2 separate regions of the Danio rerio genome follow, and region 2 is linked to region 1. Evidence: chromatin contacts called from public HiChIP or PLAC-seq data. All regions are on one chromosome and are shown on one strand. Each heading gives the region's core, a stretch centred on a gene start, on an enhancer-like site or on the middle of the called end of the contact. The rest is flanking DNA. Distances are from core to core; before and after follow the strand shown.

Evidence for each region. HiChIP or PLAC-seq counts read pairs in DNA pulled down with a chosen protein or histone mark.
Region 2: a contact with region 1 is called in an H3K4me3 HiChIP or PLAC-seq map of embryo, with 2.5 times the contacts expected there. The contact joins the promoter of zdhhc20b here to the promoter of mtfr1 in region 1. A contact is called at or near these places in 1 of 18 Hi-C or Micro-C datasets (an unstated tissue) and 1 of 4 datasets of contacts at active chromatin or transcription factors (embryo).

Annotation. Positions count from the first base shown.
Region 1 is chr24:28,690,332-28,694,312 of GRCz12tu, reverse strand. It overlaps mtfr1 (mitochondrial fission regulator 1), which reads right to left and starts at 2,657. Exons shown (of 8, transcript NM_001008578.1): 1 at 2,578-2,657; 2 at 2,050-2,151; 3 at 1,871-1,972; 4 at 840-958; 5 at 535-761. The coding sequence starts at 2,085.
Region 2 is chr24:28,966,599-28,971,168 of GRCz12tu, reverse strand. zdhhc20b (zDHHC palmitoyltransferase 20b) reads left to right here and starts at 2,364. Exons shown (of 14, transcript NM_001423810.1): 1 at 2,364-2,617; 2 at 3,140-3,166. The coding sequence starts at 2,404.

The DNA.
Region 1 (3,981 bases), core at 1,408-3,907:
GGACTGACACATTTAAAATGTTTTTTTTTAATTTCTTTTATTAAATTCAAGTTTATTTGTATAGCGCTTTTCACAAAACTTGTTTCAAAGCAGCTTTACAAAAGGTGCACATTACTGTATTATTAAGAACAGTCAAATTCTGAAAGTTTAAAGTTATTAGTTACTAAAAACTTTTAACTAGTAAACTAAATAAACTAAAACTAATTATCTAGTAACTAATAGCTTTTATCAGTTTATTTATATATATATATATATATATATATATATATATATATATATATATATATATATATATATATTTAAACATAGTTAACCTGCAGTTATATAGTATATAGTCGATGTCTATGAGTCCATGTTTTATGAAGTGTATGTTTTCTTAAGCGTTAACGTATCATATATACAGAGCAAAAGAAACAACGGTTAATTTTAGAAAATCATTATCGAAATAATTTTAAAAGCACTAAAACTAGAAATAAAAAATGTATCAATGCTGTAATAGTTTATTAACAATAGTAAAGTAACACGGCAGCTAACCTGTGGACTGAGCACTTTGCTCCTGTGCCTGGACAATCTGTGCGATTTGCGCTCTTAGTTTGGCCAGCTCCGTCTCCAGAACGCTGATCTTCTGAATAGCTTCATCATTGATAACAGTCTGGCTCTGTTGCGCAGGTTCAACCTGGTGAAGACTGGGTAATGACCGCTGACGTCTCAGGGGCCGCCGTTCCTGGGTGCGAAAAACCAAACCTGAATCTGCCTCACACCTGTAAAACATACAGATACAAACATGATACCAACTTCACATCCACATTTATGTTTTAGAACTTTGAAATGTTTTTCACCTGATTCTCCCAGGACCATCGCTCTCTTCTCTGTCGATCCAGGCAACGTCAGCGAGCGTGGCCACGTTTGGCCCATTTGGGCTGTTGAGGAAACTCGCTCCTGAAGCGAACGGATGAAGCTACGCGACCCGAAGACAGTTAAAAGGACAGTTAATAATTACAACACCTGCCTTTAGGGCACTTTACAAGTCTAAAGACAAACACACACGCAAACACTGGAAGCATTTAAACAACTACAACAACAGAGCAAGCAGCATATGTTTTCACAGCCACTGTAACGTAAATATCACCAGGAAAACCAGTTTAAATGTTCATCTAGTGTTTAATGACATGAACATTTAGAACATTACAATGTCAATCAGCTCTTTATAAATTGTACATAATTAATGGCAAGCTTTATTTATTAAAAATAATGACTGTAAGCTTTTATTTTAAAGCAGTTTTGGCCTACATTTTTCAAAAATGAACGGGAGAACTGACCTAAAGCAGACATGCTGCATTCCTGACATACAGGACAGCTGGAAGGAAGGGCAGAGAAGAGAAAACAGACAGAAATAAAAGTTTCAAGGTGGATTTAAAGACATCATACTTTCATTGTAAAGGTTAGACTGAAGGAAAAGGTTGGATTAGATATGAGCTGAAACCCATCCCGTGATTCATGAGTGTTTATGGTCAGCACACTAATGTAATCAAAATAGAAGAGGACAGAAATGAGGATATGTGGAACTGGAAATGAAAGTTAATGGAAGGTATGAAGGCACCGAAACACTTTAAGAACTAAATTGCGAGACGCCACTTTGAACAATATTTTGGTTTTGGGTGAACTACCCCTTGAGAGATGGAAGGTGTTAAAAGTTTTTAGGTACAAATAAAATTGCAATGAATATGGTTATAATAATGGAATAAAATGAACAGACCACCTAAGGCTATCAAAATAATTACAAATATATGAGTGTTTAGAGCACAAACATGGTTTAATAGCCTGTTGTAATCTATATATTTAAATCATAAAATAATTTAGCTTCTATTACCTGAAAATGTACACGAGGACAAGGCGCCAGTGGAAGATTTGTGGCAATTCTTCTGACAATACTTCTGGATGACCCATAATCCTTTGATGGTGAACCTACAGCCTAAGAGTGACACAAATATGATCATACATTTCATCAAAGAATTGAATATTCTGAAATAAGTATGTGTATGAATTTACCAGGTCCATTTCAATCCGTCTATGGTTTCTGCTCATCCTGAGATTGAAGTATCTTCAGTCATAGATATGGCTTGTCATAAATAATCATCTTCAGATCAAAACCTAAAAAAATAAATAAATAAATAACTGTGTTAGAACCCAATCTTGATGATATTATATAACTTCACATTTTATTTTTAACTAATACTATCATGTAAAGTGGTTTTTAACATAAAATCGTATGATTATTAGTCAATCTCACATTTTTTCACATAACTCCATTCCCAGTTTCCTAAACAGTAACTTTGTGACAAACATCCATTGTTTATAGTGATATTGTTGACACTGAAATCTGCCAGAAAACACTGAGGTACTACACATTTTTCTAGTTGTTTCTCACTGAAGAACATGAATGTCAGACAAACAAAGAACGACTAACTTTCTACAAACTTAATTTACAATGCATAAGGCCTAGGCGTCATCGTTTCAGTGTTGCAATAAATGCCCTTTTGGTTGGTTATAATATAATAGGGCAAATCAATGTCTTACCGTGTAAACTGTAGCGTAACACAAGTTTCTATTAGTCCTTGCTGTGCTATGCTAATGCCATCCAGACCAGCGGTATTCCGTGTGTTTTTCCACAGTTCGGGAGCAGTCGCTTGGAAAAGAGGGCTGGATTTTTAGAATTGGCCAATGAAATCTGAGGGTTTTCTATAAATGGGTGGGTCCTAGAATTATCGAGAAAATCACTGGTTAAGTATGGTGGATAGGCAACTCAGCTGGCCAATCAGAGCATAGTATGACTCACATATACTAGGCATGCGTAGATGTAACTGACTGAATTCATTCATGTGTGGATTTGTCTTTGAATAACTTTATAAAATATTATGTTTTAAAAAGTATCACACATGTACTTTATTGATGTGATGATGTATCGTTTGTTGTTGTGTATGAATTGTGTGAATATAAGTGGTTTATCTGGGAGAATGTTTTTCGCCTGTTTGTTCAGATGTCAGCGTCGTTTCGCTCAATAACTGGAATTTTTATAATTGTTTGTCTTCAGTTTAAAGAGAAAACACCTGCCTTTTTGTTCTGTCTACTTAAATTGCCTTCGTTTTATAATATAAAGCAAATGCGTTTTACTAATGTCCAATAAACACACACATATATAGTATTTTTTTTTTTTTACTTGTTTGCTTCATTCATTTATTCATTTATTTTCTTTATGGCTTAGTCCCTTTATTAATCCGTGGTGGCCACAGCATATGTATCATTTATTCATCTCTGGGAAACATTAGACACTCATTCACACTCATACAGTACAGACAATTTAGCCTACCCAATGCACCTGTCTTTGGACTGTGAAGGAAACCAGAGCACCCGGAGGAAACCCACGAGAACGCGGGGAGAACATACAAACTCCACACAGAAACGTCAACTGACCCAGCCGAGACTCGAACCAGCAAGCTTCTTGCTGTGAGGCGACAGCACTACCTACTGTGCCACTGCGTCGCCCACTTGCTTTCTTGTCAGATGCTTTTGATTTGTTACTCCTACAATACAAAAAATATTAAATGGAAATGACACGTAAAATGCATTAAATAAGACTATATGCAGATAAATACACACACACACACACACACACACACACACACACACACACACACACACACACACACACACACACACACACCAAATCTGAAATTAAATAAGTGTAATATTATATAAATTATAATAAATAAACTAGTACACCTGAGAGCACAATAACCATAAAAAGAAACTTTAAGATTTGTTAAAGATTTGTTCATTTGTAACATTTATTTATTTTATATAATACAAATAAAAGCAGGCATTTATTTAGAAAACTATTAGTTGTAATTTGCTAAAACTTGATTAACCAGAATTAGATAACTAAACAAAATGTTGGGCGAAGCAGTAGTGCAGTAGGTAGTG
Region 2 (4,570 bases), core at 1,115-3,614, 280 kb before region 1:
GAACTCTGACCTGCGAAATCGCATCACTTGACTGTGTGAGACCAATTGAGGATAAAAACATGACCTCTCTGAATAAGAATTTAAATTATGGAGCAATCGCTCGCTTTTTTAAATGTCTAAATTTCTTGTTTAATCCCGCCCCTTTTCGTAGCACCGTACTACAGAATTTCGCAAGCTCAAACCCTAGTGTGACTGCGGCTTAAGTCTTTTTATTAACTTTAAACACCTAAGATTACTTTTATTGTCAACATTTCCTCTCTTAATTCAATCCCTCGCAAAGCATGCTGGGAACTACAAATCCCCTAACCAGGTAGTTGGATCAAAACAATTCCTTCATATTGTCTCAACACAAAACACTGATGGTTTACAAATTTAGTGGACTAAACATGAAGCAAATAAAGTGGCCAAAGAAATGACAAGAATCAAGTTCTTTCAGCTCTTTTTAAATTTTTGTTTTGAACAAGCCGCAGTAATCATGTTTTTGAGTGTACCCAAGGCAGAGTGTACTCTCAGCGGTCTCAAAGCTGGTTAGAAACTGAAACAATCTACATCTAAACTTGCAGCTTACATACAAAGGAATTAACTTAAAAAAAATTTAACACATAAAATGGCAATTCTGGGGTGGTCCCCCAGAAACGTGGTTGAGAAACACTGGCCTACATGACCTCTGACATGGCTGGGCCGATCCTGAGGAAACAAATCATTGGACACACAGAAAAAGCAATCACACACATTATTCCAGCCTTACTCTGTAATGAGATGACACTAAGGTCAGCATATAATCTAGGCTCTTAAACATTCAACTCTAATAATAAGCATAAAGACATAAGAAAGGGTATGTGTTACTGTTCTTGGAGCGGATGTCCATCAGAAAAATCAGTCCAATACAATAACAAATGTTTTTATTTGTTGAGATTAATAATGAGGGATAAAATCTAATATTTTCTAATTCATCTGAATTAAAAACATTGATATTGTGTTATTGTGTTATTTAAAATGTATGTAAACATGTCTAAAAACTCTTACATTTTGAAAAATAAATGTAATAAAAAAGTGGGGTGGTGCAGTAGGTATAGCGCTGTCACCTCACAGCAAGAAGGTCGCTGGTTTGAGTCCCGGCTGGGTCATATCTGTGTAGAGCTTGCATGTTCTCCCTGTGTTCTTGTGGCTTTTCTCCATGTGCTCATGTCTCCCCCAATTGTCCGTAGTGTATGTGAATCAGGGGTTGACTTAGTGATTTGGGAGGCTGTAAGCATTTCCAGGTATGAGGCCCTAGCATTAAAACTCAAAACACTCTTTCTCTATAGATATTTGTTTTCTCTCTAGATTCAGTTTTTTTTTTTTTTTAATAAACTGCATGTTAAAAATGTATTTTAAGTGAGACCTTCAGAATTAAAAATGAAATACTATATATTTGTAAATAAAAAGTACGCTCACAAACTATGTAAAGTTAATTAGCCATGCATACTTGTGATTAAATGTTAATATTTGCATGTGCAGTGAGGAAGGAGTGTTCCACTATTCATGGGGCCCCCTGGTTTAGAAAAGAATAATGTTAAAATCTTAATAGTTATAGACAGATTTTACAACATATGATAGAAAAAATATAAAATATCTTTATGATTAATATAGGCTTCTTGGCATTGATCGGGGCCCCCTATTTTCCCAGGGCCCTAAGTGTTTGCTTAACTCGCTATTGGTTAGGTCCGCCCCTGGAGAGAATGAGAGTGTATGAGTGTTTCCAAGTGATGGGTTGCAGCTGGAAGGGCATCTGCTGCATAAAACATATGCTGGATAAGTTGGCGGTTCATTCCGCTGTGGAGACCCCTGATGAATAAAGGGACTAAGCCAAAGGAATATAAATAAATGAAGGCAATTTAAATGTTCTGTTTTACACAGCCATATGCGCATTAGTTAAAAGGATGGAAAATAAAAATTACATTGTTATTTAAAGAAAATGTTCCCAAATACAAGTGGTAATTAAATATCACTTCGATATTTTTAAAGTATTAATGTATGTTACTATAATAATTATAATATTTAAACTGTCCATGATACTGTAAATACTATATATATATATATATATATATATATATATATATATATATATATATATATATATATATATATATATATATATATATATTCATGAGCTGCTCACGGTCAAAAGATCACAGTGCTGCAAGTCATTAAAAAACAAATCACTTCCTAAATACTTCGAATCGTACTATGATAAAAGTCTTCGCTGAATTAATTCAGTCTTCGCTGGAACTCTTCATTCGCCAGTACACCGGCGCACCCTTAGCAACGTCTGCTTCTCGACCAATCAACTGCGCGAATCTCTTTCAGCGTCATGAATATTCATCAGTAAGGCCTTCGCCGTAGTAGTGCGCAACAGAGGCGATGCAAAGGCGGAGTTTTACCGGCGGGGCTGGTGGGGAACGGATGAGCGGATCACATCCCTCCCTTCCCGTCTTTTGTAGTCAAGGAAGAAGAAAGATGGCGCCTACACATGTATTGAGATGCTGCCAGAGGGGTCTGGCGTGGATACCGGTGATATTTATTGCTTTAGTGGTGTGCTGGTCGTATTATGCATACGTGGTGGAGTTGTGTCTACGTGAGTTCGCTGTATTATTCATATCTGACGGTCACGCGCCTACCGGAAGTCACTGAACTGAGACCTCTATGAATGATTTGTTTACATGAACAGGCTAATTAGCGTATTGATTGAGGCAAAACAACACGGATTATGGTCGTGATGTGGTTTTGAAGCGGTGTATCATGGCCGATATTAGGGAGTGTTTCTACTGGTGGATCCCGAGATAATATGTTATCGGTTTACTTAACAGTTTAATTTGATTTATAGAAGTTCATATCCATTTGCAAGTTACCTATCTAGTTTTATCTTATATGAAAGTTTGTTAGAGTGTTACAGGAAGACGCCCTTTAAGTAAATATTTCTTGACATGTCAACTACTTACAGGAAATAATTGCTGTTTTTAAAATGTATCATAATTCCAAAATGTGTGATAGATAGATAGATAGATAGATAGATAGATAGATAGATAGATAGATAGATAGATATGTTTCAAGTTAATATTTGATTGAAGCAAAGTGACGTTTCCTCATTCTCTTTCAGTTACTATTTCCAGCACTGGTGAAAAAAGTGAGTAATCCTTTTTGGCATGATGTATACTCTGCAGATATGAAGTACACAACTTAAACTTTAGTTCATTTCTCATTAATAAACTGCATTACTTTTAAGGCAGTGCTTCCTACAGGATTGAAATGTACTTGTGGTGGTAGACAGATTGAAACACACCTTTTACCCACAGCGCATAAATGGTTAATTACATGTGACAAACGAAACGAAAAATTATTTTAAAAAGCCTGTTGAAATTATAGAAATCCACTATTTCTTTTATTTTTATGCTATTTAGGAGCCATGTGCACCCACTGACAGCTAAAGGCTGCTCTCTTTCTCTCTCTCTAAAGTTGCTTTATTGGCTTGACTTTTACAGTACTGCCAAAGCATTTTAGATATGTATAAAGTAATATATTAACATCATTAAATTAATTAAATATACAGAAAAAGAAAAAAAAAGTAAAAGAAAATTTACTTAAAAAGTGAATAATTACTAGAATAAAAAGTGTCGATTAGTTGAATGAGGCAAATTAGTTAATTAGCTGTTTCTGATAGTTTACAAATATTTAACATTTTACATGGTAAAATTTTTCTGAGTCGTTTATTAAATTATTAATCATTTAATGTAAAGAGAAGATTTTCTTAACGTCCTTTGGCATGCGATTGGCCGTCGGATGCTAATCATCTGAAAGTAAATGTACTGCAAATGTTTAACACCACAATGTGGGATTACCGACACAAAAGCGGAGAAGAATTATACAGTTTAATCCCAGGTAAAAAGCACTGCTAACTCCATTTCTAAATTACAAGTGGATAATATAGTGGTTAAATGTAGCGATGTACAATATATCGATTACTTTATTGAAATCGGTCAATAATACAGTTGTGTTTAATGTTATCTGCCTGGTAAGAAGATAAAGTCAGCAATGAGAGGTTTTTTTACCTTAGGAAAAACAGAGGCCTTCAAAGTTGCTGTTTATGAAGTATTTTGTTAAAAGCAAGATCTTAATTTGTCTTTGATTTCTGTGCTTACGGTTTTTAAACGAAGAAATTTGCCAATATATTTGTTTGCATTTTCCCAGGGTAATCAGAGTCAGATAAAATAACATTGTATTTATCGGTTTACATATCATATCAGAATCAGTTTTAGAATCATAAACAATATATTATTGCTTTCAAATGAAAAAAAAAAACAGCCATATTATTGCATCCCAGGTTAAAGGTGACGTTTAGAATAACTATAACTCTGGGTTAAGTGTAGACTGAAAATCCCAATGACTAACAGATCAGTCAAAATCAGCAAAAGTTCTTTGTCAAGTTCACACAACAACTTTTATTCAGAGCATTAATATGAAAAATTGCTTTCAAGAGTTACAGAAAAATAATATGCATTGATAAATGAAAAAAAATATTATATTAAAATTA